4 separate regions of the Mus musculus genome follow, and regions 2, 3 and 4 are each linked to region 1. Evidence: chromatin contacts called from public Hi-C and HiChIP or PLAC-seq data. All regions are on one chromosome and are shown on one strand. The core of a region is the stretch at or near the end of the contact, and the rest is flanking DNA. Distances in the headings are between cores, read along the strand shown.

What was found. Hi-C and Micro-C count contacts between places; a contact is called where the count stands out from the background. HiChIP or PLAC-seq counts read pairs in DNA pulled down with a chosen protein or histone mark.
Region 2: a contact with region 1 is called in a Hi-C map of nephron progenitors, with 2.1 times the contacts expected there. The contact joins the enhancer-like site here to the promoter of Tnfsf4 in region 1. A contact is called at or near these places in 1 of 39 promoter capture datasets (hippocampal neurons) and 4 of 484 Hi-C or Micro-C datasets (the HPC-7 cell line, the P5424 cell line, nephron progenitors and 1 more).
Region 3: a Hi-C map of bone marrow-derived macrophages shows a contact between it and region 1, with 25 read pairs. The contact joins the enhancer-like site here to the promoter of Tnfsf4 in region 1. A contact is called at or near these places in 2 of 39 promoter capture datasets (embryonic stem cells and liver), 1 of 15 datasets of contacts at CTCF or cohesin (CD8 T cells), 2 of 484 Hi-C or Micro-C datasets (bone marrow-derived macrophages and uterus), 2 of 115 datasets of contacts at active chromatin or transcription factors (bone marrow-derived dendritic cells and microglia) and 4 of 9 other capture datasets (adipose tissue, embryonic stem cells, liver and 1 more).
Region 4: a BATF HiChIP or PLAC-seq map of CD8 T cells shows a contact between it and region 1, with 8 read pairs. The contact joins the enhancer-like site here to the promoter of Tnfsf4 in region 1. A contact is called at or near these places in 9 of 39 promoter capture datasets (the 3T3-L1 cell line, cranial neural crest, embryonic stem cells and 5 more), 3 of 15 datasets of contacts at CTCF or cohesin (CD8 T cells, the NIH/3T3 cell line and large pre-B cells), 1 of 484 Hi-C or Micro-C datasets (bone marrow-derived macrophages), 3 of 115 datasets of contacts at active chromatin or transcription factors (CD8 T cells, fibro-adipogenic progenitors and large pre-B cells) and 3 of 9 other capture datasets (adipose tissue, embryonic stem cells and liver).

Annotation. Positions count from the first base shown.
Region 1 is chr1:161,391,261-161,397,455 of GRCm38.p6, forward strand. It overlaps Tnfsf4 (tumor necrosis factor (ligand) superfamily, member 4), which reads left to right and starts at 4,178. Exons shown (of 3, transcript NM_009452.2): 1 at 4,178-4,483. The coding sequence starts at 4,322.
Region 2 is chr1:161,191,086-161,197,592 of GRCm38.p6, forward strand. It overlaps the pseudogene Gm6185. Among named protein-coding and RNA genes, the nearest start is that of Tex50, 35 kb to the left of the region's middle. Within about 2 kb of position 5,091, at least 272 of the 459 cell types and tissues checked have an H3K27ac peak or open chromatin away from gene starts, as enhancers often do. A contact at or near this core is called in the HPC-7 cell line and nephron progenitors, where this site is marked.
Region 3 is chr1:161,557,611-161,563,422 of GRCm38.p6, forward strand. The region is part of intron 1 of Gm31815 (a long non-coding RNA gene); the gene reads right to left. Among named protein-coding and RNA genes, the nearest start is that of Gm31815, 31 kb to the right of the region's middle. Within about 2 kb of position 2,936, at least 6 of the 459 cell types and tissues checked have an H3K27ac peak or open chromatin away from gene starts, as enhancers often do. A contact at or near this core is called in bone marrow-derived macrophages, where this site is marked.
Region 4 is chr1:161,623,447-161,630,061 of GRCm38.p6, forward strand. No RefSeq gene overlaps it. Among named protein-coding and RNA genes, the nearest start is that of Gm31815, 35 kb to the left of the region's middle. Within about 2 kb of position 1,260, at least 4 of the 459 cell types and tissues checked have an H3K27ac peak or open chromatin away from gene starts, as enhancers often do. A contact at or near this core is called in CD8 T cells, where this site is marked.

The DNA.
Region 1 (6,195 bases), core at 2,928-5,427:
AAGAAAATAGAGAGGACAGTCTGAGAATTTGAACAATCCATCTTGACTCTGTCACTTCTCGCTGCCCTTTGACTGGCTTAAACACTTCCTTATAACCCTCAGTGCATGAAGAGTCACTGTAAGTATCTCTGCATTCACTTTCTCCTTCATCTGGTTTATAATCTTATTAACTCTCATTTAAAGAATTGCAAGTCCAAGGGCAGCCCTAGCTAACACTGCTGTCTTTGTGTGAACTGGAACAAGGTACTCTCTTCAGTTAGAGAACTAGAAAAGAGCAGCCTTCACCTGCGTAGATGTAGCCCTTCAGTGTTGGGGAAATAGGATTGCCTATTGTAGGAAGGCAGTGAGGGGCTAGGAGAGCTGAACAGAGCAGAGGCCGTACGGTAGAGCATGGTTACATTTTCAGTTGGCACAGAACACTCCAAAAATTTCTCCCAGGTGGTCTCTTTAATCGCACCATTTCCATCGGTCCTTAAAACCAAAACAAACTAAAGTCTAATCATGTCACCTTTTTCTTCAAACCTGTCAGGGCTTCCCTAGTTCCTTATTGCAGGAAAACTTTCCCAGGCACTTAGCAGCTACCGTCCATCTTTCCAGCTGTACTTCCCAGAGTGCCCAAGGCACAAGCATGATTGACCCAGAGTGGAGTGCCTGCTCCTGCCCACAGTCTGTCTCTCTTCCTTAGATAACCAGACTTCCCCAACTCATGTTATGGAAGCTACCCCTTTAAAAAAGTTCAGTTCAGAGTGTCACCCTCCCTCTGCATCCTTCCTTGTGTTGATACCTCAGCGCCATCATCTTCCAAGCTGTGGCTGCCCTGTTGGTCCAGCTGTGACTCTTCCGGAGATGTGCTTCATTCTTGTGGTTTTCCCCAGCCCCAGGATTCAGGCACCTGGTCGAGGCTTACAGAGTACAAGGAGATGACATACGTAGATATTTCAAATGGACAAACAAACAAATAAAAAACCCCAAATACCAAAACCCCCAAAACAACAACAAAATCCCCCAAACCGAAAAAGCCCCCAAAAGTTTTGCTATTCTCTGAACATGAGATACTCTGTCAGCTTTTGAAGTATTTTTGTGTTCCATACTTGTCTATAGCTTCGGCTGTTCTTGTAGGAGGCTAATGTCTAGGAGACGTAACCATTTTGGTTTGTTTTACTTTCTGGTTTACTATGCAAAACTAGTTTATTCTGGCACATATATTTATTTTTTGTAAGGTATTTTAAAACACACTGCCCACCAGAGTTGGTAATTCACTCGAGTTCTTTACAAACATCTCAACCATATTTTATTAAAAAGCATTTTCAAGATGGAGGTCCCTGCCCATCTGCCCAGGACTGAAATACCAATGATGTCAGACAGTGATTTCTATCAGTGGTGTTCAAATGCTGGAGCAGCCTGGTGATGAGATTTGAGACACTTACACAGTCTATCACAAAAAAAAAATCTCACCTAGAATTTCCATCTTATTTTCTAATTCTTCCTCCCTGGTGAGTGTGTGTGTGTGTGCGTGTGTGTGTGTGTGTGTGTGTGTGTGTGTGTGTGTGTGTATTCTCCTTTCTACAAGGTCTATGAGAGAATGCAGTTCAAAAAAATGAAAAAAAATAAAAAAGAAACAAGTTTAAGAGATCATTTAAAGTTCAGTAAAAATCACAGGAGGCAAAGCGCTGCAGTAGGGGGTCAAGAGGGAGAAGCACAGCACAGCAATGACTCAGGGCCAGCCCAGCTGCCTCTGCTTCCTTGGCCCGAGATAACAAATGCTCTACCGTTCCTACTGTATGTAAGGAAAAAGATCATTTCTCCAGAGATGCATGATGCTACAGATAAGGAAAGCTCGTGCTGCACACTGTTTGTGTTCATAGGTGTTTGTTATTTTTTGTCGTTTTGGCTCTCGCGGGGGAAGTGATTCAGTTCAGGAAAACCCTTGCCATGCCACCCACCATGAGGTTCTGAGTTTGAGCCGTAGCCAGTCCATGTAAAAGCTGGCTTCAGTGACGCATGCTTACAGCCCCAGCACTATGGAAGCTGAAACGGGAGGATTCTCGGGACTCATGCTTGCTGGTTTAGTAAAACTGCAAGTTCCTGCTTCACTGAGAGACATTTCCTCCAAACTAAGCTGGAAAGTAACTGAAGAAGACCTGATAGGTCCCTGATAGGGACCTCCAGCCACTACATGCACACACATCTTGCAGATACCCACATCCACCACACACAACTAGCCAGTCAGACTGTTCCCTGTGATTTCTCAACATGAATCTGCTTTATCCTTTTTTTTTTTCATATCTCTAGTTTGTATTAGAGTTTTGGGCTTTTACCTATTGTCTCTTTCAGTCTTTTTAAAAATTATTATTAATCATTGTATTCATTTACATTTCAAATGTTATCCCCCTTCCTTGTTTCCCCTCCAAACCCTCCATCCCATACCCCCTCCACCCACCCACCCACTCACTCCTGCCTCACCACTCTAGCATCCCCCTCCACTGGGGCATCGAGCCCCCCATAGGACCAACGGCCTCCCCTCCCACAGGAGCGCTGGGTGGTTTGGTTAGTAAAAGTGACTGGTTACAACTGTTACATATTATGCAAGTGGGAAGTTTACACTGATTTTTCTTCCCGCTCTCTTCACACCCTGCTTTGCTGAGGACATCATTGCTGCAGAGTAGCCTATGTGAAACTGAGTCCGACTCTTACTCGAAGACCCATACCTTAGCTCTCCCAATGGTCTCCAAATGCAACGCCTCCTTATTATAATGTAGGCATCAACTGGTTTAAATAGTTGACTACTGTGGCAAAGTACCTTCCTTGTCCTGCAACTCGATGTTCTTTTTAATATGCCTCATATCCGTGATATTCTTTAATTGTGGCACATTTGTGAGTTTCATGTACCTTCTTACACTTCTGGCTCTCAGAATATTTTTTTCTCTCACTTCCTTCTTTATCTGTTGACGGCTCCATGATAAACCATGAGACTTTCCCATAAAGTTGAGAGAGAATTATGTTCAGCATCCCTGTGCTACTTATATAGCATTGACTTCATAGTACATATTCAATAAACATTTTGCCATTTTGGACTTGACATTAAAACTTCACATTCATTTAGTTTCACTGTGCATGTCAGTGACAACGGCTAAGTGGTGAGCAGTTGGCTATTGGAAGAATCTATTTTTAAAGTTTTGTTTTGTTTTTAATGTAAGGGGTTTATGCCTGTGTGTGTGCACCACTTGCATGCTTGGTGCCTACGGAGGTTAGGAAAAAGGCATCAGGTCTTCCAGAATGAACAATTACGATGGTTTTGAGCCACCACGTAGAGGGAGAGAACTGAACCCCCGTCTTCTGGAGCAGCAGCCCTGCTCTTAACCACTGGGTCGTTTCTCCAACCCTGGGAAGATATGTTTACTTAGCAGGCTCTGAGTCCAGCCAACATTTCAAAGAGAGCAACAAGCCTCAAATGTTACTTGAATTACTCATGCAAAAGTTATGTGTGGGAAAAATATATAGGGGAGTGAAGGCGGAGGGTGGGGTGGGGAATGACAGAATTTTCTTCTGCTTCTTTTTTGATATTCTGAAAATTAATCATGTATTTGCTGAATTTCCCTGAAATGAGAAAGTATGACAGTTGCAAGAGCGTTTAACACAGTGTCTGACACATAGCAGTTGCTCAATAAATATTAGTTTATGTGGCTTAATGTGATGTATTATGTAACTATAAGACCCCTTCTTTATGTCTATATGCATAATCCACCTTTCTATTTTCCTCTTTGTCCTTTTCATCTCAAGGATAACCTGCATGCATTTGATTCTGAAACTGTAAAATGGGCCAGGAGATTAATTGCACAATAGAAGCAGGGATGTCTGGCAAGCATGTTCCTCAAATCTCTTCTATGGTTTAAGACATCTTGAGGGATTGGTAAGTAAGCTGCTTTAAAAAAAAAAAAAGGGTGATCTTTATCTATCATTACCGGTGCAATAAAAAACTTCAGAGCACACGTTTGTGAATGTCATTTCGAAGTCACTCAATTCATAACTGGGATGCCACAAAAACAACTCCCTGTTAGCCCGGAGGGAAAAAAAAAAAGAAAGAAAGTAAAGGGGAAATTCAGATTAGTCACATAGAAGTTCCCCCGCCTGCAAAACCTGCAGAGTTAAAACGAAGAGACTCTGCTCTGCTCCTTCAATTGCTTTTTGTCTCCTGTTCTGGGACCTTTATCTTCTGACCCGCAGGCTTGACTTTGCCCTTATTGGCTCCTTTGTGGTGAAGAGCAGTCTTCCCCCAGGTTCCCCGCCACAGCTGTATCTCCTCTGCACCCCGACTGCAGAGATGGAAGGGGAAGGGGTTCAACCCCTGGATGAGAATCTGGAAAACGGATCAAGGCCAAGATTCAAGTGGAAGAAGACGCTAAGGCTGGTGGTCTCTGGGATCAAGGGAGCAGGGATGCTTCTGTGCTTCATCTATGTCTGCCTGCAACTCTCTTCCTCTCCGGTAAGATGCACCAGTGGGCGCTGCTTTTCCTCCAGCTCTGGCTGAGCGCCAACTGCAACAGCTGCAGTCACCTGTAAAGGATCTAATGGTAAAACTGTTCAGTCCCTGCCCCTGCCACCAAGAGATTGTAAAGTGTGGTCAAATATCCTTTGGTGTCTCCTTTCCTTCCTATTTTAACAGTAGCAGTGCTAGGGTGGAGTAAAGGGCAGAGGGGCCCTGCTTCTAATGGTTTTTGTTTGTTTGTTTTGCAAGGCAAAATCCCTGATGTATCTTAATGAGCTGTCACCCTGAAGCTTTGGGCTACTGATATTTCTCTATCCATCCTGGTAGTAATGTGTCTGATCGGGGAATCAGTATAAAAGAAAGACAAATAACGGACCCGTTTTACTTCCCACCGCGTTCATGAGTCTGCAGATATTCAAGGGGATCTGGTTCTTAAATTTTTTTTTGAAGGTTTCAGGATTAAGTCCTTTCCTATCACCGACCTGCAGCAATGTGTGTGCACATTTGTTGGCTCAGCCGTTTACATCAATCACTTAATCTCATAGTTTTGTTTGCTCGTATGTTCTTTAAGTGTTCAACCGCAGGTCTCCCCAGAATTCCATGTTGGATCTGGCCTCATAATTCTTGTTTCCATAGTGGTTGCTTTATGTCAGCAAATCCATGGTGGATGACAGACAGAATGGAAGGTCTTTTTCATGGCCATATCAGAGACACAGCTACGTCAAATTAAACCAGGATACGACGAGCAGTCCGGGCAAAGGCCTGGGCATGTCTCTGTGTACAGGAAGTGCGGTTTTGATAACTAGAAGCTGTTGGGAGCGTATGTGTTCTCGAGGGCTGAACCTTGTACTGTGCTTGTCCCTTGGGCCGGCAAACTGGTGTGGGGCTCAAGCCTGCTTGGCCAATTAGAGCAGCAGCAGCCCGGTCCTCTTCTCTCCACTCCACATAGCTCTCTGTGTAGGGCGGTGGATGGAAATTTTGTAGGCACTTTGGGGGAGAAGGTGCTAGGGTAGAGTAATTTGTTCACGGTAGGATGTCTAAGACACAGACCGGAATCAGGCTTTTTAAAGAAAGCAAACAGAGTAACCAAAAATAGACCAGCTGCGAGCCTTGGATAGGTCTGGGAGTCTTGAGACTTTTCAAACAACCACAGGGCCGTGTGTTTCCTCACTCGGTGGGATGAGAAGGACCTAAGACCCCAGTCTAGGGTAACAAGGCACATAGAGTATCAGGCAGGGGCAGGAGAGAGCAAAAAGTGAAACACGGGGTGAGCCGCTGGTGTCTGGGACCTCCGTGGACATTCTCCCCCAGGCATGGTAAGAATTCGGGTCCTTTCTTCAAGTCATCCAGAAACTGCGGCAGATGTGGGAAGTAAAGCCAAAGCCAAAGGCACTCAGGTCTTTGAGGTAAGAGCAGTCTATGAGGGAATTTGTTTTCTGTGGTCTTGGCTCGAAATGGAATCAAAAGCAGGAGATATGAATTGGACACTGATTCCTCATGAAATAAGCAACCTGGTTGCTCTTGATAGAGAAGATTTGGGAGCTTGTCTAAGTCAAAGTTTTACATTGTTCTCAGACCTGGGCAGTGCAATGGACGAGTATATTTAATCTGACGTATTAAGGGGGGTCGATAATAGGCAGTATGTATTTTTTCCCTGGAACTTGGTCAAATTGAATGGATAGAGACAAGACCAGAAGGAGGAAGACACT
Region 2 (6,507 bases), core at 3,841-6,340, 200 kb before region 1:
AGGTTCAAATATCTCAAAAAATTCCCAAGCCCAAGAAAAACAGAGCTATACCACAACAAATCAAAATAGAATCCTTTAAAATAAACTATCCAGTAAAAACAAACAGACAAACAAACCTCAATAGCACCCAGAGGAAATGATACAGATATTTACTATATAATGTGAGTACAATGATTAGAGAAAACTCTTTAGAAACATAAAGATGCCACCCAGAAGGCAGCACAACAACATTTTTTTTTAGTGCATTAGAAGAAAAAAACAACAAAAACCCAAACCTGTTAGGTTAGACTTGTACCTCAGAGTATTTTGAAGTGAAGATGAAATACAGGTTTTCTCAAATACTTGGAAGTTGAATGGCTTTCTCATTTGCCGACATACACCATATAAAATGCTAAAAGAACCCGCCAGGCAGAAAGACTGTGTCAGGTGGAAGTTTAGATGTGGAATTTGATCTACCAAAGCCTCTGCCAACCGCTAACCTATTTTTGATGTCCGTGTCTGTGGGTTTGTCTGCTCTGGACAACACGTAAGTCAAACCATACAATGCAACAGTCATTCTTTATCCATAGTTAGATCCAAGTACCTCAGCACGTGTCTGAAACTACACATAATATGGAGTCCTAGACATCCTGCTTTGCCTCATAGCTCCACATCTATGATAAAACTTAATTCATAACGTAGCCTCATTAAGAAGATAAAAACAGTGTCTAATGACAAACAAGAAAAGTATAGCAATATGTTCTAATTAGTTACTTAAATCTTATGAGTTATTTATTTCTGCAGTCTTTCATTTTCTACATTGGGATCGCAGTTGGCCTCAGAGGACCAAACTGATGGAGAGTGGGGTCACAGTTACCACAGGACAGTGTGCGTGGCTTTTGTGACTGGCTTCTTCCACTTATAAGGTTCTCAAGGTCCTTCGTGCAATAATTAGAGCAGCATTTAGTTCCTTTCTGGGAGCGGGGGAATAGTGTCCTGCTAGACTAGGGGAGCAACCTCCTGCATACATGTATTCATTAGCTGACAAGCACTGACTTGTGAATAACTCTGAACATTCATGAACAAACATCCACGGAATATACTCCCTGGGTTATAGTTTACATCTCTCTCTCTCTCTCTCTCTCTCTCTCTCTCTCTCTCTCTCTCTCTCTCTCTCTCTCTCTCCCTCCCTCCCTCCCTCCCTCTCTCTCTCTCTGTCTCTCTCTCTGTGTCTGTCTTTTTCTATCTTGAGATAGGGTTTCTCTATGTAGTTCTGAGTATTCTGGAACTCACTATGTAGACCAGGCTGGCCTCACATTCACAGTGATCCTCCTGCCTCTGCTTCCCAGTTCTGGGATTAAAGGCATGCATCCCAGTGTCTGGCTATTTTGCACTTTTCTAAAATGAGCTTCTTCTGGACTCTGATGTTTCTTCAAGCTAAATGCGGTGTCTTAAGCTTTGTCTCATTCAGAAGCTTTAAAGTGTTTATGGCAGGGTGGATAGTTGGCTCAGCAGGTAAAGCATTTGTGTAATGTCAATAGTTCTGATCTTCCAGCACCCACTTCAAAGCCAGGTAGACTTGGTGGGTTACCTACAATCCTAGTGTGGTGGAGGCAGAGACAAAGACTCCCTGGAGCCAGCTGACAAGCCAGCCTAGCCCAAACAGTGATGCTTTGGGATCAGTGAGAGACCTAAGTGATGGGGAGAGTGACTGAGGAAGGTAGTTAATATCAACCTCATGCCTCACATGTGTGACTGCGTAAAGGCAACCAGACACGGTTATATGCAAACATAAGGTAAAAGGAAAGGAACAAACATTTGAGGCAGTGGGTATCAAAAGGTTGGCTTTAGTTGTCAACTCGTCACAACCTAAGGTCACCCGAGAAAAGAGTCTCTATGATTGCCTACATAAATGAATTGATAGAGCAAAACTCAGCTAGATCGTGCTGACCCACTATAATAGTTGCCACTGTGGGCAGCACTATTCCCTAGGCAGGGAATCTTGGCCTGTGTAAGTTTAGAGAGAGGGCTGAGTACAAGTAAGTCTGAACTCATGGATTTCTCTCTGCCTTTGATAATGTATGTGAAGTGACTAGCTGTTCTAAATGCCTTGTGTCTCAGCATCCCTGCTAGGATGGACTATAATCCGGAACTGTGAACCAAAGAAAACCCTTTTTCTGATAATTTGCTTTTATCATATAAGTTTTTGTTTTTGTTTTGATTTTTATTTTTGTTTTTTTCATAGCAGCAGAAGTGAAACCAGGACAGGGCAGTACCAGGGTGCTCCTGTTATATCCTTTGCCACTGAAAAGTCAGAAGGCAGAATAGGAAACTTAAAAAGTGTTAGCTGGAATTGTCTCAGACCCATGCCCGTTACAATGGTCTTCTTTTTCTGTTTTTTTCCCCCGTCATGTTCTATCTCTTCTCTGCTTTCTACGTGAGAGCATCATTTCCACGCTCCACATTAAATGACACCCTGTTTTTCCTTTCCCAGGTATTTCTAAGATGTACACGGATATCATCAGAGGGGAGTCGCTGATCATTTGTAGTTTCACATGCATTTTCTTTGGAATTTTTCGAGGTCACTCAACTGACACGTCCATGTTCAGAGGTAAGATGGTTGATGTTCTGTCTGTATACTTCCTAAGATTACTATTGAAACGAAAGTGCATTTGTCTCTGCATCTTTCTCTATACATTGCTCTCTGATCAATTAAAATGAGAAGTGAGGTAAACAAGAAAATATAACCATATTTGCATTTTAGTGATTGCTAAAATGCAAAGTGTGTGTTGGATTGATCTGTAATAGGCAAACTGGGGTATATGGGAGGGATGGAAAGAGGAAAGGGAAGGAGGAAATGATATAATTTTACAATCTAAAAAAAAAAAAAAGAAAAGAAGGAAAAGAAATAATTAAAAAGACCCATCTCTTGTCCCTCAGCATGCATACACACATAGACCAATTGCATCATCCGGCCCAGGTTATCCCTCTAGCTGGGATCAGCATGTATCTCAGTTGGTGGATGCTAAGAGTTGTGCGTGGTCTTAGATCTGAGGGTGAAGGCAAACAACTAATGCATATTGGTAAAACAATCCTAGGGGGACAACAGCCAGATTTGTGTGGCTAATGGTGCCTGGGATGCGGAATACATTCCCCTGACAGGTTTCTAGATGTCTCGTTAGTAGCTAGAGAAGAATGGCAGGAATCAGCACAGCGTGAAGGGGAGACATGAGCCCTGGGGACACATTTGTGGTAGCTGCAAGAGGGGGTGGGGAGGACCAAAAGCATAAGGAAGTGTTGGTGGAAATCAGGTAGATAATTTTAAAATGGCTTATTAGCACGCATTAACCATGTAACGGGCTTAGTTATGCTTTCATGATGTGTTTCAATCGTATCCACTCCTGTTAGTCTCTCCTGTCTCTTTCCCCACACTCCTTGTTCCTCTCTGCAGCCAGCCCTCCTGTCTAATGTCTTTCTGTGTGTGACCTAAGGAGTTTCATTGGGATTGTTTACCAGCGTGTAAGTGGGGGCTCACTTACATCCCTGGGGAAGTCTACATTAAGTAGATTTATCAGACTCTCACAGGGCACTCTGCCTGAGGAAGAACAGGCCCCCTGTTTACAAACCAGAGTGCAGTCAGTAAAAAAACAAAACAACACAGACAAACAAGCCAAAACCCAGATGGTTAACTCACGTTTTTCTTTCTCCCCTTTCTCTCCTTTCTTTTATGTTTAGAGTTACACATAATCATCGGACTCAGCTTTGATGTTTTTGGAAGCACCATATGTGGCTATTGGTGTACGAGAGTCATCCAGATTATATTGACCGACCTCTTTAGCAACACACTGACGAACGTTGTTCTCTGTTTCTCACTGGTGTACATGACGTTTTACCTTGGTAAGGCAAACAAACACAAGAACTGCCATCCTACTAGAGAGCCTGGGAGTCCTGGTTTGCCCTGCTCCTTTCCCCTGCTTCATGTCTTCCTCCTGTCTGTTACCACCCCCCACCCACCCACTTGTGTTTTGTCACATCACCTCTCTGTCAGATCTAGTTCTCTCCTGGCCTCTCATTGTAACCTCATGTCTTTGCGCTCCTATGTCTGGGTACTCTTAGCCCTTTGAGCTCTATTCTCTAACCCTACAGTAAGTCCATGGCAGTGCCCTAGAAGCGGAATCGTCATGGAGTTGTTTCTGTCTGGACTCTTGAGCTGCTCACCCCATAAAATGGGAAAAGTTGGCGGAGAAGTTCCCGAGGGCTTTCCAAGCTCGTCATCCTTCACTCACTAGACTAAAAGGTCCTTTCAAATAGCGATCTTTTCTTGAATCTAGAAGGTGGGAAACGAGAGTGGGGAGATCAAGAGTGCTTGTGTCAGGAAGAGAAGCTGGGGCATCGGGTAAGTTGCAGGAGTAACTGTACCCAGCCCCAGTGGGCCTTCCGTTAGTTCAGTTTTGTAAAATTGGGACTTGAGGTGTTTCAGCTCCCAGGAACCATATTAACTATGACCAAACTGCTTTTGCTCCCCTCATACACTGGAGCAACTTTAACCAATGAAGATCTCAGCCGTCTCTTACACCTCTAGCTAAGGAAAGGCAGTTTTCTTTTTCCTGTAGATATATCGCCACCTAGTGGTTGCTTACTGCCCTGAGCCAGTCAAACTAGCGAAAACATTCACGGAATGCTCGTTTCCTTCAGCTTTATTTCTTTGCTCCTTTGTGAAAGTTTTGTGGATGCCTTACTTCAGTTTTTCCACCTCCCTACCAGACTGTGAGCCTCTTGAATATGAGTGGCGCTCATAGTCAGCTCTTCACTCGATTAGTTTTTCCTCCTTTCAGCCAAGCTTAGAGTTGGTCAAATGCCCGACAGTAATTTAATACGTGCTGATCGAATGAACCAACATTCCTTCTCAATGTGTTTTTGAGTAGACAGAATCCAGATATACTCCGTCAATCAGCAACGTTGGGAAATACTTAGCCTCTTTAAGCTTGTCTCTTCTATACAATCGGTCTAACAATACTCCATTTGTGTAAGGCACTGCATGCATTAATGAAGCTTGCTATGCTTGTGAGCTGCGGCTACCCTAGGGACTGGCAAGAGCTCCTTGTGTACACAGCTCCTCCCACCTCCTTCTGAGTGACAGTTGTTCCTGGAGGGGGGCGGGGCGTGTCTCTCTCCCCAATCCCAGACACTTGTTTTTGAGCCTTTGCCAGCTCCCTACTGTGTTCAAGACAGGGTGGCTCATAAATGCTGGTTCATTTCTTCTTCCTAATAGGAATGGAGGTGTTTGCAGCCAATATTTGGTGTCCCCTTAGACAGATTAAATGGATGATAGCCAAGGGCAGAGTGCCAGGACCGGGTCGCAGAAGGCGTTTCAGCCTCCCTTTCACGTTAGAGGATTCCCAGCCCAGACACACACGTTTTCGAGTTGGGATGGGACTCTCACATAATTAACAATACAAGTTCCTTATTTTCATTTATCAATATAACCAAAAATGTTCCGTCACTTTGGCTCAAGTCATTGAAACACAGACATGGGGCTGGCGAGATGGCTCAGTGGTTAAGAGCACCGACTGCTCTTCTGAAGGTCCCGAGTTCAAATCCCAACAACCACATGGTGGCTCACAACCATCCGTAATGAAATCTGATGCCCTCTTCTGGAGTATCTGAAGACAGCTACAGTGTACTTACATATAATAAATAAATAAATAAATCTTAAAAAAAAAAAGAAATGGAAATTGGTAGTCAGTAACTTTATAAAAAATCAATTTCTTGAATGTGTTCAGAAATATATTTGAAGTCATGCTAAGAACTGATGCAGTTAATTACAAGAATAAGCTTTATTTAAAAAAAAGAAACACAAACATTTGATAAAAATGTGTTTAAAACTCAGCAAGAATATATATGATAATAAATAAATCAAGATCATATACATATGTGTATATATATATATATATATATATATGTATATCAGACAAAAATAAGAACTAGCATGTACTCAAAGAAACTGGAAATAAGAGTTTGACAGTTGTCCCCTATCAAAACATTTGCAGAACTGTTAGCTTTACTCAACTTGATTGTTGAAGTTAAATTCGTTAGGAAAGTGCATATATATATATATATATATATATATATGTATGTATATGTATATGTATGTATATATATATCCAAAGTGAAGTTAAGTGAATAGATAAATGAAAAGAATTTTGATAAGTGGTAGACCAGTGGATTAAAATCAGTACTGTAGTAGTCACAACAGTGGTTAATACTGGAATCACAAGAGTGGCCATCCATTGCCATGCACATATGCCAAGGAACATATCATCTAAGTTAATGCTTGCAATAAGGATGTGAGGTGCTATTCACCCCACTTAACACCTGCTTTGCAGACGTGGGGACATTAATGGAGAAAGGGGAGGTCACATCCCATAAGCATCGTGCTGTGCCCTGTTTGAAAGCTCTTCCACTGCTTGCTTGGATGTTCTTTCTCTTCCTTTCTGTCTACTGTCACCCTGGGCTCCTTGGAGACTC
Region 3 (5,812 bases), core at 1,686-4,185, 170 kb after region 1:
AAAGTCAGCTGTCAGCCAAGCCAAATGTATTTACCCCATCAATCCTTAGAAAACACAAAGCTCCTAAGAGATTGTGATGAACAGTTTAAGGTCAGCAAAGAGTGACTGCTAGTTACTCAGGCAAACCAAGTTTGGTCCATTTGGCAGTATGAGTGAGAATGGCCCTCATAAGCTCATATGTTTGAATGCTTGATCCCCAGTTTGGGAAACTACTTGGAAAGCATGAGGGAGTGTGGCTTTCTTGGAGGAAGTATGTCATTTGGGGCAGGCTTTGAGTTTTAAAATTTCTGGAGCCATTCCCAGTGTTTTCTCTTTGTCTCCAAATCTTGAATCAAGATGTAAGCGCTCAGCTGTTTCTGTCACCATGCCTTTGTTCTGCCACAATGGACTTGAACCCTCTGAAACTATAAGTGCTAAATTAATGTTTTCTAAGCTACCCTGGCCATGGTGTTTTATCATAGCAACAGAAAAATAAGACAGTCCAGTTGTGTTGGTGTGCTAGGGAGGAAATTTCACCAGAAGGTAGTTTCAAAATGTCCTTGGGACACCAATTTTTCACACAGCTGTGGGAAATTCCATCTAATTCAGAAAATAATATGTTGGTATGGTAGTATACACTTTTAATCTCAGCCTTAGGGAAGCAGAAATAGGACAATCCCTGAGTTTGAAGCTAGCCTGGTTTACATAATGAGATCCAGACCAGCCAGGGCTATACAGGAAGATCCTGAATCAAAACAAAAACAAGACCCTAGTGAGCTGTATGCAATATGAACCTGAATCACTCATGTACTGGACTAGGTGGCTATGGCACACTGATGAACCACAGTCGCTATACTCCTTACAATTACAGTATGGTTTTGGTGAGCCAGAACCTGGAGCCCCAAATGTGTACTGAGTGCAACTAACATTCTGTGTATTCATTACCCCATTCTTGACGTGATTTGAGTCTGCATCTCTCACCTAACCTTTACTCCCTTGATGTGCTCCAGAACAAATCCAAGAATTCTTTGTTTATCTGCCCTTCTTTCCTTTACCTTCCATCCCTTCGTTTTCCCTTTTCAGGCAAACACAACCAAAATTGTTCACATTAGCCTATCTTTGTGCTAACCTTCAATTTCATTGATTTCAGACATGACAGCCTAGCTTAACAGCCACTTTTATTGTGTAGTCCAGCTTCAGGCCAGATTGGTAACTGGCTCCCATTACATTCCAGCTGATTATTCTGTTGGTAGAACCTTTAAAAAGCAATTTCAGCCTTTCAAACTACACCCATTCTTAGTGTAAATTGATTCCAGTGTAAATTGATTATAAAGTTATTTCCAGTGCTTTCTTTTGAGATGCTTTTAAAACTTGCCACAAGAAAAAAAAAGCAACAATTTTTTTTCCTGACAATTCCTTTTTATTCACATTTATATGGTTTAGTTACCTTACCATTGCTCTGATAAAATACTTCAAAGCACCTTAAGGGAGAAAATGTTTATTCTGGATCACAGCTTGATTGAGGGTGCAATCCATCATGGTGAAGTCAAGGCAGCAAGGACTTGACGTATGACATGCCAGTCACTCACAATCAGGAAGTAGAGGTGGGTTAATAAACACTACTACTTCAACTAAAACGATCAATGTAACCCCATAGGCATGCTCTGAGTCCTGTCTCTCAGATGATTCCAGATTTTGTCGTGTTGAAAATTAGCACTATCTATCGTACTATCGGATTTCTTTTTTACCTTTTATTTACTTATTTATTTTTTTACACTCCAGATTTTATTCTCCTCCCAGTCCACCCTCCAACTGTTCCACATCCCATACCTCCTCCCTGCTCCCCTGTCTCCATGAGGATGTCCCCACCACCCACCCCACCGAACCTCTAAACTCCTTGGGGCCTCCAGTCTCTTGAGGGTTAGGTGCATCTTCTCTGACTAAACCCAGACCTGGCAGTCCTCTGTATATATGTTGGGGGTCTCATATCAGCTGATGTATGCTGCCTGGTTGGTGGTTCAGTGTTTGAGGGATCTCAGGGGTCCAGTTTAATTGAGACTTCTGGTCCTCCTACAGGGTCGCCCTCCTCTTCAGCTTCTTCCAGCCTTTCCCTAATTCAGCCATAGGGTCAGCAGCTTCTGTCCATTGATTGGGTGCAAATATCTGCATTTGACTCTTTCAGCTGCTTGTTGGGTCTTTCAGAGGGCGGTCATGAAAAGTCCCTTTGTGTGAGCCCTGAACTCTTGTAAGTCATAAAAGCTAGCATGTTCAAATAAGACTATCTCTCTGGCACTAAAATTAACAATTTCTGGAGGGGTATGCCTTTCCAAAACCTCTTGGTATATTCCACTTTCATTTTATTCATCCAATCAACACTCAATTCTTTACTAAATATATCTACAGATCAGAGACTGTTCTAGTATAGAGAGCATGTCAAGAGTTAAAAAAAGACAACAATCTCTGCCTTCTTGGAGTTTATATCCCTTATAATAATAAAGGGCAAACACAGCAGAACACACACACACACATGTGTGTGTGTACATGTATATGCATACCTATGAATATATGGTAATATATTAAAACAAATACAACAGATTATATATTATTAATTACAGTCCTAATTGATATAAAGAGAAAAGGGCAAGAAAAAGGGGAATGAAAGCCAGGTGTGGTGGTACATGCCTTTAATCAAAGCAGTTAGGATGTGCAGGCAAGTGGATCTCTGAGTTTGAGCCCAGTTTGGTCTGCTTCATGAGTTCCAGGATAGTCAGGGTTGCATAGAGAGATGCAGTTTAAAAAAGAAAAAAATGAACAAAGAGGTTGGAGACAGAATGAAAAAATGGAGTTGAATAAATCACTGTTTGTCAAAATGTTGAGGTATTAGGAAGGACTTGTAAAACTTATTGAGGAAGAAACAAAACAAGAAGTATGTGGTTTTGGAGGTCAAGGGAACGAGAACTGAGAACTGATTTACCATCATGAAGGCCATTTGTTACTGGACCAGTGTGGTTTGATTAGTGTGATGGATGGGAAAGTCTGACAGGAGTGATTCAGGAAATAACAGCATCGTGTGTGGGGAAAGTTCAACATTCCTTGCTGAAAGTGCAATTAAGACAATAATGAGATACCGTACATGCCACCAGATCAGTGTCAATTAAAACAACATGCAGTGAAGTTTGGTAAGGGTTTAGTGATTTCCATTATGTTGTTGTTGGCTCTGTAAATAAGTAAAAGTACTTTAGAAAATGACAATATCTTCCATAATCAAGTGATTCCGTTGATGCTTTATAGCCAACAGAAGTGAGGGCTTACTTACTATGTACAAGTGAACATGCACAAGAGAGTCCTGAGAAGTTCTATTCATGGTTGACTCCAGACTGGAAATTATCCACCTATAAACTTATAGTCCAAAAGACTAATGAGCTGAGGTCTATTTGCACAATAGAAGACAGAAACATAAAAATAAGTGCTCTTGATATGCTCAATGACATGGATGCACTTCACAAAAACAGTATTGCATATTTTTGAAGATGTAGACACAATGAGTGTGTACTGCATGGCTTTATTAATACAGCCTTCCCAATTTTTGATGACAGAAAAGTAGGAAATAGATATTTCTCTTGGGACGATCATGACAGGGAGGGACAGAAAGGATCCTCTCTTGAGGACTAGCATTGTTTGAGTCTTAAAGGTAGTACTTAAGAGTTCACAGTTTAGGTCCTCCCAAGTTGTAGCATGCAAGCCAAACAGTTGTAAATGGTTTTGGAAGAAGAATTTGAACATGTAGTAGGTACAACTCTCATTTCTGCCTCCAATATTAGAAGGGAAGGTGTAAGCACATAAAATCTTTGTGGGAAGGTGACCCCATCCAACCTCCTCCAGGAATCACCTGTGAGTCATGCTGTTTCCTTTTGGGTGGGGGCAGGGCATGTGGCCTTAGTTTTCTCAATGCCTACATATTTATTCTTGTTAACCTTCAACTATGGTAATACAGCAGTCAAGAAGAAAAGTAGGATTAACATAAGGATTAAAAAACCCTAAAACCACAGCTACCCCCAGTTCCCCATTGTCCACTGCTACATATTAAAAGTCCCAGATGCTAGGGACTCAAGAGGTTCCCAGGACCCAACAGGGATGACATTAGCTGAAATACCCAACAAAGGGGAGATAGAACCTGTAAAGACCATCTCCAGTAGATAAGCACAGCCCCCAGTTGAGGGATGGAGCCACTCATCTATCTCAAAAATTTTAACCCAGAATTTTTCCTATCTAAAGGGACAAAAAAAAAAATGGAGCAGAGACTGAAGGAAAGGCCACCCAGAGACCGACCCATTTAGGGACCTATCCCATTTGCAGACACCAAACACCGATACTATTGCTTATGCCAAAAAGCGCTTGCTGAAAGAAGTCTGGTACAGATGTCCCCTGAGAGACTCTGCCAGCACCTGAGCCATACAGATGCAGACACTGAGAGACAGCTGTTGTAATGAGCCTGAGGACCCCAATGGAAGATTTACAGGAAGGCCTGAAAGAGCTGAAGGGGATTGCAACACCATAGGAAGAACAATATCAATTAACCAGAGCTCCCAAGAACTAAACCACCAAGCAAAGAGTACGCATGGAGGGACCCATGGCTCCAGCTGCATATGTAGCAGAGGACGGCCTTATCTGGCATCACTGTGAGGGAAGATCCTTGGACCGCTGGAGATTCAATGCCCCAGCATAAGGGGATGCTAGAACGGTGAGGGGGGAAATGGGTGGGTGGGGGAACACCCTCATAGAGGCAAAGGGGTTGGTGATGGAATGGGGGTTTGTGGAGGGGAAACCAGGAAGGGGGACAACATTTGAAATGCAAATAAATAAAATAACCAATTAGAAAAACGAAACCTGAAACATGTCCCATATTGAGATGGGTAAGAGTGACCAGCTCCTCTCTGACGCTTTAAGAAAAGATGCACTATGTATGGGTTGAGAAAGAATGTTTTCAGTAGAGGACATGGGATGGAAACAGAAAGGTACCCCAGCAAATCTTAGTTCATTTTAATATGGAGTTTCTGTTCCATGAAAGAAATACAAAAATATTTTTTTGGGGGGGGGAGAATGTTGAGACAGGGGTTCTCTGTGTAGCCCTGGTTGTCTTGGAACTCACTCTGTAGACCAGGCTGGCCTCAAACTCAGAAATCTGCCTGTCTCTGCCTCCCAAGTACTGAGATTAAAGGCGTGTGCCACCACCACAGCCACAAAAATATTTTAAATTTGATTTTACTTTAAATATTTTAGGCAAACTGGCTTAAAGCTAATACACAAAAAGAAAGACTCAAAGTAGTGTCAGATAACAAAATCACCCATCCATCAAACTAGTGCAGAGTCTACACATCATCACGCCCCAGAAAGGACCCCTTTCCCTTATGCTCACTCAGAAATGGCTGATGATAGAACATAAGCCAGGCCAAGCCAGCTCTCTCGGTTATGCTTTCTTGATAAGCAGCCCATCTTCAGCTACATGAACTTTCTTTCAGTGGCAATGTAGCAACAGCAGTATGGATGGGAAGGCGGTGAAGTGAGAGGAGGGGGCAACTGGACCAGAGTAGATCTCCCTCTTGCCTGTTTTAGTTCGCATAGGTAAGCAAGCCTTCTCTTCCAAGAATTCAAAGAAAGTAGAGATGGGCTGTGGGACCTGCTGGTTTGCAAAGGGAAGAGCTGAGGCTGGCAGAGGAAAGGAGAGTCAGAGTAACCCTGCCTTGCTGATTGAATTGCATGCTATAGTGGCACAAATGTGTTCGTGATTTTTGTTTGTTCTCTCTCTCTCTCTCTCTCTCTCTCTCTCTCTCTC
Region 4 (6,615 bases), core at 10-2,509, 230 kb after region 1:
AGTTTCACCATTACTGGGCTTGTAGCTCAGTTGTGGTTTTAATAAGCTCTGTAGGAAGCCAGGCACCTCTTGAGTCTGAGACAGTACACCCAGAGAATAGTTTACCAACCTGACACAACACCTGGCTTGGACTATGCATAGGCCATTTCTTCTAATGCACTTGGAAGCCTGAGACCTTCACTTACTAAGTCTACATACCTGCACACACTAAGTCTACACAATCCACTCTGCACAATAAATTTAATAGGCTTCATTGATATCAATTTGTATACTTCCACTACTCTAAAGAGCAGAGTATGTTTTTCCCCCTTTATCAACCATCAGACTTGGACAGTATTTTTTTTTAATATATCTGGGAACAAGGAGGGCTTACCTGACCACAATCATTGTCATACTAATAATGCTCAATATGGAAAACTATGTCCTCTAAGTGAGCTCTTATTTAACTATCAAACAAAAATCTATTGAACATTTTATACCTCTGCATATTTGAGTGAGGCTATGATTAAAATGAGATGCACTGTGGGAAGGGAACTTGAGCAAAGATTTACATAATCCAAGCCTCTCAATCAAAACAGAGAACTGCTTGTTATACCCTTAGCAAAGGAACTGCACCTTGTCTTGAACCCCCAAAAGGAAGTTCCTAATAACAATAATAATAATAATAATAATAATAGTTGCAGCCCTTGAGTATTTTTCCACTCATGTGGCCCCCTGTCAAATATGACAGCAAACCTGATCTGTGTATTGCTTTGAATGATGTTGCCTTGCTAGTTGTGTGGTATGTGTACCTTTACTTCATTCTTGAAGAAGACACCAGGTACCTGGCCACCAGCAGCAAGTTTGTAATGTCTACTCAGACCCAAAAGAGTAAGCCTAGTGATTCATAAGAGTATGTAGTACCATAACTTTTCAGATAGTAACCTGAAATAAAAATAAATGGGTGAACCTTGGAGCCAGTTCCCAGTTGAAAATGTCCAATCTCTTCTTTTGAAAAACAAAACAAAACCAACCAAAAACCACACTTACTTACAAGAGAATTAATGATGTTAGGTGACTATGAGAATGGAAGTGAGAATTGCAAGTGGAGTAAATGCCACATACTATGGTGGGGCCTGGGGGCAGCGTAGAGCTCAGTGGAAGGTTGGTCAAGATGAGAGAAGCAGGAGGCTGGGTAGACCCAAGGGAGGTAGAGAGTTGGGGCAAGTCTGTGAAAGTACTTTGAGTGTCTCCTAAAGTGGCAGATCTTTGATCTGTGGTGGTCTATTGTTGAAAGTAGCAAGCCCTTTGAACCACAAGCTCATGACTATGTGGCAGCCAGTCTGAAAGAGACTGATTAAGAACAAATTGAAACTGAGTTGTGACGTGACAAGATTAACACTCTCATATAAGCTGGAGATGAAGGGCCATTCTAAAACCAAAAGCAAATAAAAGAAATTTTAGAATGCTCTTAAAAATGGAGTCTTCACTACACTGAGGATATGAAACCTGAAGAGGCCACCTCCTTTAGCCAGGCAGGAACCCCGGTGGAGCAATAGAGACACCAACCTACCCACAAAGCTTTCAACTCAAAATTTATTCTGTCTCAAAGTTTATTTCTGACAAGAAATGCAGGCACAGGGGATGGAACAGAGACTGAGGGAATGGCCAACCAATAAATGGCCCAACTTGAGACCAATCCTGTGGGCAAACACCAGTTCCTAACACTATTAATGATACTCTGTTATGCTTGCAGACAGGAGCAAGTTTTCCTCTGAGAGGCTCTACCTAGCAGCTGACTCAGACAGATACAGACACCCACAGGCAAACAGTAGATAGAGCATGGAGACTCTTGTGGAAGAATGGGAGGAAGGACTGTGAGCCCAAGGGGATAGGAACTTCACAGGAAGACCAACAGAGTCAACTAACCTGGATTCTTGGGCTCTCAGAGTCTGAACCACCAACCAAAGAACATACATGGGCTGTACATAGACCTCCCTGCACATATGTAGCAGATGTGTAGCTTGGTCTTCACGTGGGTCCCAAACAACTGGAATGGGGGTTATTCCAAAAGCTGTTGCCTGTCCATGAGCTATGTTCTTCTGACTGAGCTGTCTTGACTGGCCTCAATAGGAGAGGAAGCACCTAGCCTCAAAGAAACTTGAAGTACCATGGTGGTGGGATACCCAGGAAGAGTCCCACCCCCTCAGAGGAGAAGGGGAAGGGGAATGGAGGAAGTATGGGGGGGCACCAGGGAGGGGGGCAGTAAGTGGGATGTAAAGTGAGTAAGTGCACTGGCTGGTTTTCTGTCAACTTGACACAAGCTGGAATTACCACAGAGAAAGGAGCCTCCCTTGAGGAAATGCCTCCATGAGATCCAGCTGTTTGGTATTTTCTCAATTAATGATCTAGGGGGCGGGGGCAGGCCTAGCCCTTGTGGTGGTGCCATCTCTGGGCTGGTATTCCTGGGTTCTATAAGAAAGGAAGCTGAGTAAGCCAGGGGAATCAAGCCGGTAAGTAGCACTTCTCCATGGCCTCTGCATCAGCTCCTGCCTCCAAGTTCCTGCCCTGTGTGACTTCCTGTCCTGCTTTCCTTTGGTGATAAATAGCAATGTGGAAGTATAAGCTGAATAAACCTTTTCCTCCCCAACTTGATTCTTGGTTAAGATGTTTTGTGCGGGAATAGAAACCCTGACTGAGACAGTAAGTTAAACTAAACTAAAATTAAATTAAAAAAAAATGGAGCACAAAGCTGTCAAAGGTGACCCTGTAGCATAGCAGTGCCCAGATGCATGTAAATTTAGCCAGGGCCATTTATTTCTTAGGATCTGGTTAATCATGTCTAATCTCTCAGGCCCATCTGACTGCCAGGTAGATACCTGTGAAAATGCTGGGTGAGCTGGTACACACACTCCATAGTTAGGCTGTGAGTGGTTAAGTCTTCCTGGAGAACCTAAGGGGACCTCCCCTGCCCCGCTCACCCTGAGCACACAGCAGAGTATCCTTACCCTGTCTTGGACTGTTCCTGGGTTTCTTACTGGAAGTAGGAAGAATGTTGGGTTTGCATGATTTCCAGGCACACAAAGGCCCAAGGAGACAAGACAGGTAGCAAACCACAGCCATACACTGGGGCTTCCAAGCAGATCTCTATTACATAGAAAGGGTAGGTCAAGAAATCCATTTGCAATGTCATTCCAAGTGAACATTAATTCAAAATGAGCTATTTAATTGGGGCAGGCTTGAGCTCTTCCAAGCTCTTCCCCTGAGTTTCAGAGGATCATGTTCTTTTCTGTTTTATTTACATAAATTTATTTTTTCTAGAAAGGAAACTATGTAATAGCTAAATGGTTTTTGTTTGTTTGTTTTGTTTTGTTTTGTTTTTTACCCCATTAGAGCCCTAACACATTTACTGTCTGTTTAGTCTACAAAGCAGAACTAAAGCAAGAGATGAGCTGATGAAAGAATGGTAGGCTTCAGTCTACAACAATAAATTCTGAGATAATTCAATGGTGTGAAGGAGACCAATAGCTTTATAACATAATGGAAACTACCCATTCTCCTCCTCAACACATTGAGAATGGGTTCTCAAGCAAAGGCTGAGCGGATGTTCAGGAAGTCCTTGCCAACGTGCGGATGCTGGTATGGAGAGTAGTTTAGAACTAGAAAACATTTTATGAAACAGAAATACTTAATTAGGGTTGGGAAGGAACTGACAATCTTGACTTTAACAGTCAGGAAGTATGACACACAGCTGTGCAGACACAGGGACTCTACACGGTATGTGTACAAAACTGGTTTAAGGTTATCTATCTTCTGACCACTGGATAAAAAGAGAGAATTTTGTCATTATCTTTCCATATAGTGCAAAACCTTTCTCCCCCTACATGCTTAAGGTCAATGTTAGAAACATCTTATTATGCCAATCTGATCACTGAAAGCTTCTATGACTGACTGTAGGTTAGTTTCTTAACTCAGGTCATACCAGTAAGGTAGGAAAATCCACCAACTCAGACTGAATGTACTTCAATGGATGTGACTTTTTTTCTGACTCAGACTGGGTTCTAAAATAGATTGTTGGGCATTTTCCTCAGGATATATTTGAGGTCCAATAAAACCAGACAATGTCCACAAGAAGAAAACCTTAAATTGCCTCTCAATTCCTGTGAGTCTATTTTTGAATGTAGCTAGCTTAAGAACACAATATTTAGAATAAATTCTGATTCTCACTTCCTTGATGGATTCACAGAAATAGTTGCTTCCTATTTTGGAATAAAATATGTAAGAGGGCAGTCACAGTCGGAGCATCTCTGACGATCTCGGTTTTCATTTGGCAGTAAGTCTATTTTGATAAAGAAACCAGAAATTCACACCAGGAAAAAGACAGCATCTTCGACAAATAGTGCTGATTAAGCTAGATGACTGCATGTGGGAAGGATTCAAATAGATCCATACTTAACACCCTACATAAAACTCAAGTCCAAATGGATCCAAGACCTCAACATAAGACCAGATACATTGAACCTGACAGAAGAGAAAGTGAGGAAGAGCCTTGAACTCCTTGGCACAGAAAAAGACTTTCTTAACAGAACACCATTAGCATAGGCACTAACATCAACTATTAATAAATGGAACCTCATGACACTGAAAAACCTCTGCATGGCAAAGGACACTGTTGATTGGACAAAATGGCAGCTTCCAGAATGGAAAAAGATTTTTCCCAACTCCACATCTGATAAAGGGCTTATATCCAAAATATATAAAGTATGCAAAAAAAACAAACAAACAAAAAAAAAACCAACTAGATACCAAGAAAACAACCCAATTTAAAAATGGGTACAGAACTAAACAGAGAATTCTCAGAAAAGGAAACTCAAATGGCTGAGAAGCACTTAAATGCTCAACATCCTTAGCCATCAAGGGAAATGAAAATCACAATTACTCAGAAATCTCATCTTATACCTGTCATAATGGCTAAGATCAATAATACACCTGACAGCTCATACTGGCGAGAATGCAGAGTGAGGGCAGCACTTGCCCATTGCTAGTGGGAGTGCAAACTTGTACAGCCACAGTGGAATTCAGTGTGCAGTTCCTCAAGAAGATGAGAACTGATCTACCTCAAGATCCAACTTATACCCTTGGCATATACCTTGGGCATATACCCAAAGGACACTTCATCCAACCACAGAGACACTCAACCATGTTTATCACTGCCCTATTTGTAACCGGGAACATTCTTACAAGATTTCCAAAGTTTGAGAAACTGGATGGTGACTATCTGCAAGTCATATCTATAGTGGTTCACTGTCAGAATTAGCTGGTCTAATTTCACTCTGTTTAAATAGTCATTTACACCGAGTTAATTTTCACAGTGGTACACATTTGAAATACCTGTGCTCAACTCTGAAGTCTCAGCTTCAGGAGGGCCCAGCCTTACTTAAAAAGAGTTCTCTCTAAGGGCTATTGCTTGTGAAGCAGCACCTTTGCTGCAGTGACGTTTGCATTTTAATCGTATGATTACTTTAAATAGGCAGGTAGCTCGCCCTTTCCTTAGATCTGTTCTCTGATTACTTAGCACACTGCTCTTTCCCAACCATGGGCACCCAGAAAGCCACAAGACAGGGAGAGAAGTTTCAGACTCTCTGGCCAACATCTTAGATCAACTTTTCTAAAATCTAAAATAGAAATCTAAATGACCTTTGATGATGTTATGATCGTTAAAATAAGATATAGGTTTCAATTGAGTGAGGACTTAGATATGGTCTGATATTTGTGTTGCATGTAAAAATATAGAATCTCTGAGAGACTAAGTGCCCCCTGTTTTAGGGTTTCCATTGATGTAAAGAGATAAAAAAAAAATATTTAGTTGTGGCTAGCTTACAGTTTCAGAGGGTTAGTCCACTATTGTCACCATGGCAGGAAACATGGTGTATCCAGGAAGACATGATACTGGAGAAGGACCTGAGAGTTCTACATCTTGATCTGTAGGAAGGAAAAGGGAACTATGTGCCACACTGGTTGAAGATTAAGCATAGGAGACCTCACACCCCACCTGCACAATGACACACTTCTTTCAACAAGGCCATACCTTCCTATGGACTACACAGTAATCACATGAGTGATGGGGGGGGCATACCTATTTAAACTACCTCCATCACCAACTTAAGACTTGTCTGAATTTTCTCAGTACATCATAGAAATGATTCTAAAATTCTGTTACATTGTATGAGACAAGTCTAAGTTCCTTAATATTTAATACTTCATTTGAAAAATGTTGAATAGCAATAATATACTCTATTTGTTAGAGTAATATTGATTTCTATTGAAGAACACATTTGAAAATGTGACTTACCTGAAATTTTTATTTTTTTCTTAAATCTAAGCTTCAGATAATTTCAAATTGTTAAGAGCAGAAAGAAAAAGTCTAATGCTGCTTTAAAACTTCAAAAAAGAAGTGTGGTGGTTCGAATATTCTTGGCCCATGGGAAATAACCCTATTAAGAGGAGTGGCTTTAAACTTTATATGCCTCAGTACAGGGGAACACCAGGGCCAAGAAGTGGGGGGGGGGGAGTGGGGGGGGACTTTTGGGATAGCATTGGAAATGTAAATGAAATAAATACCTAATTAAAAAAAAG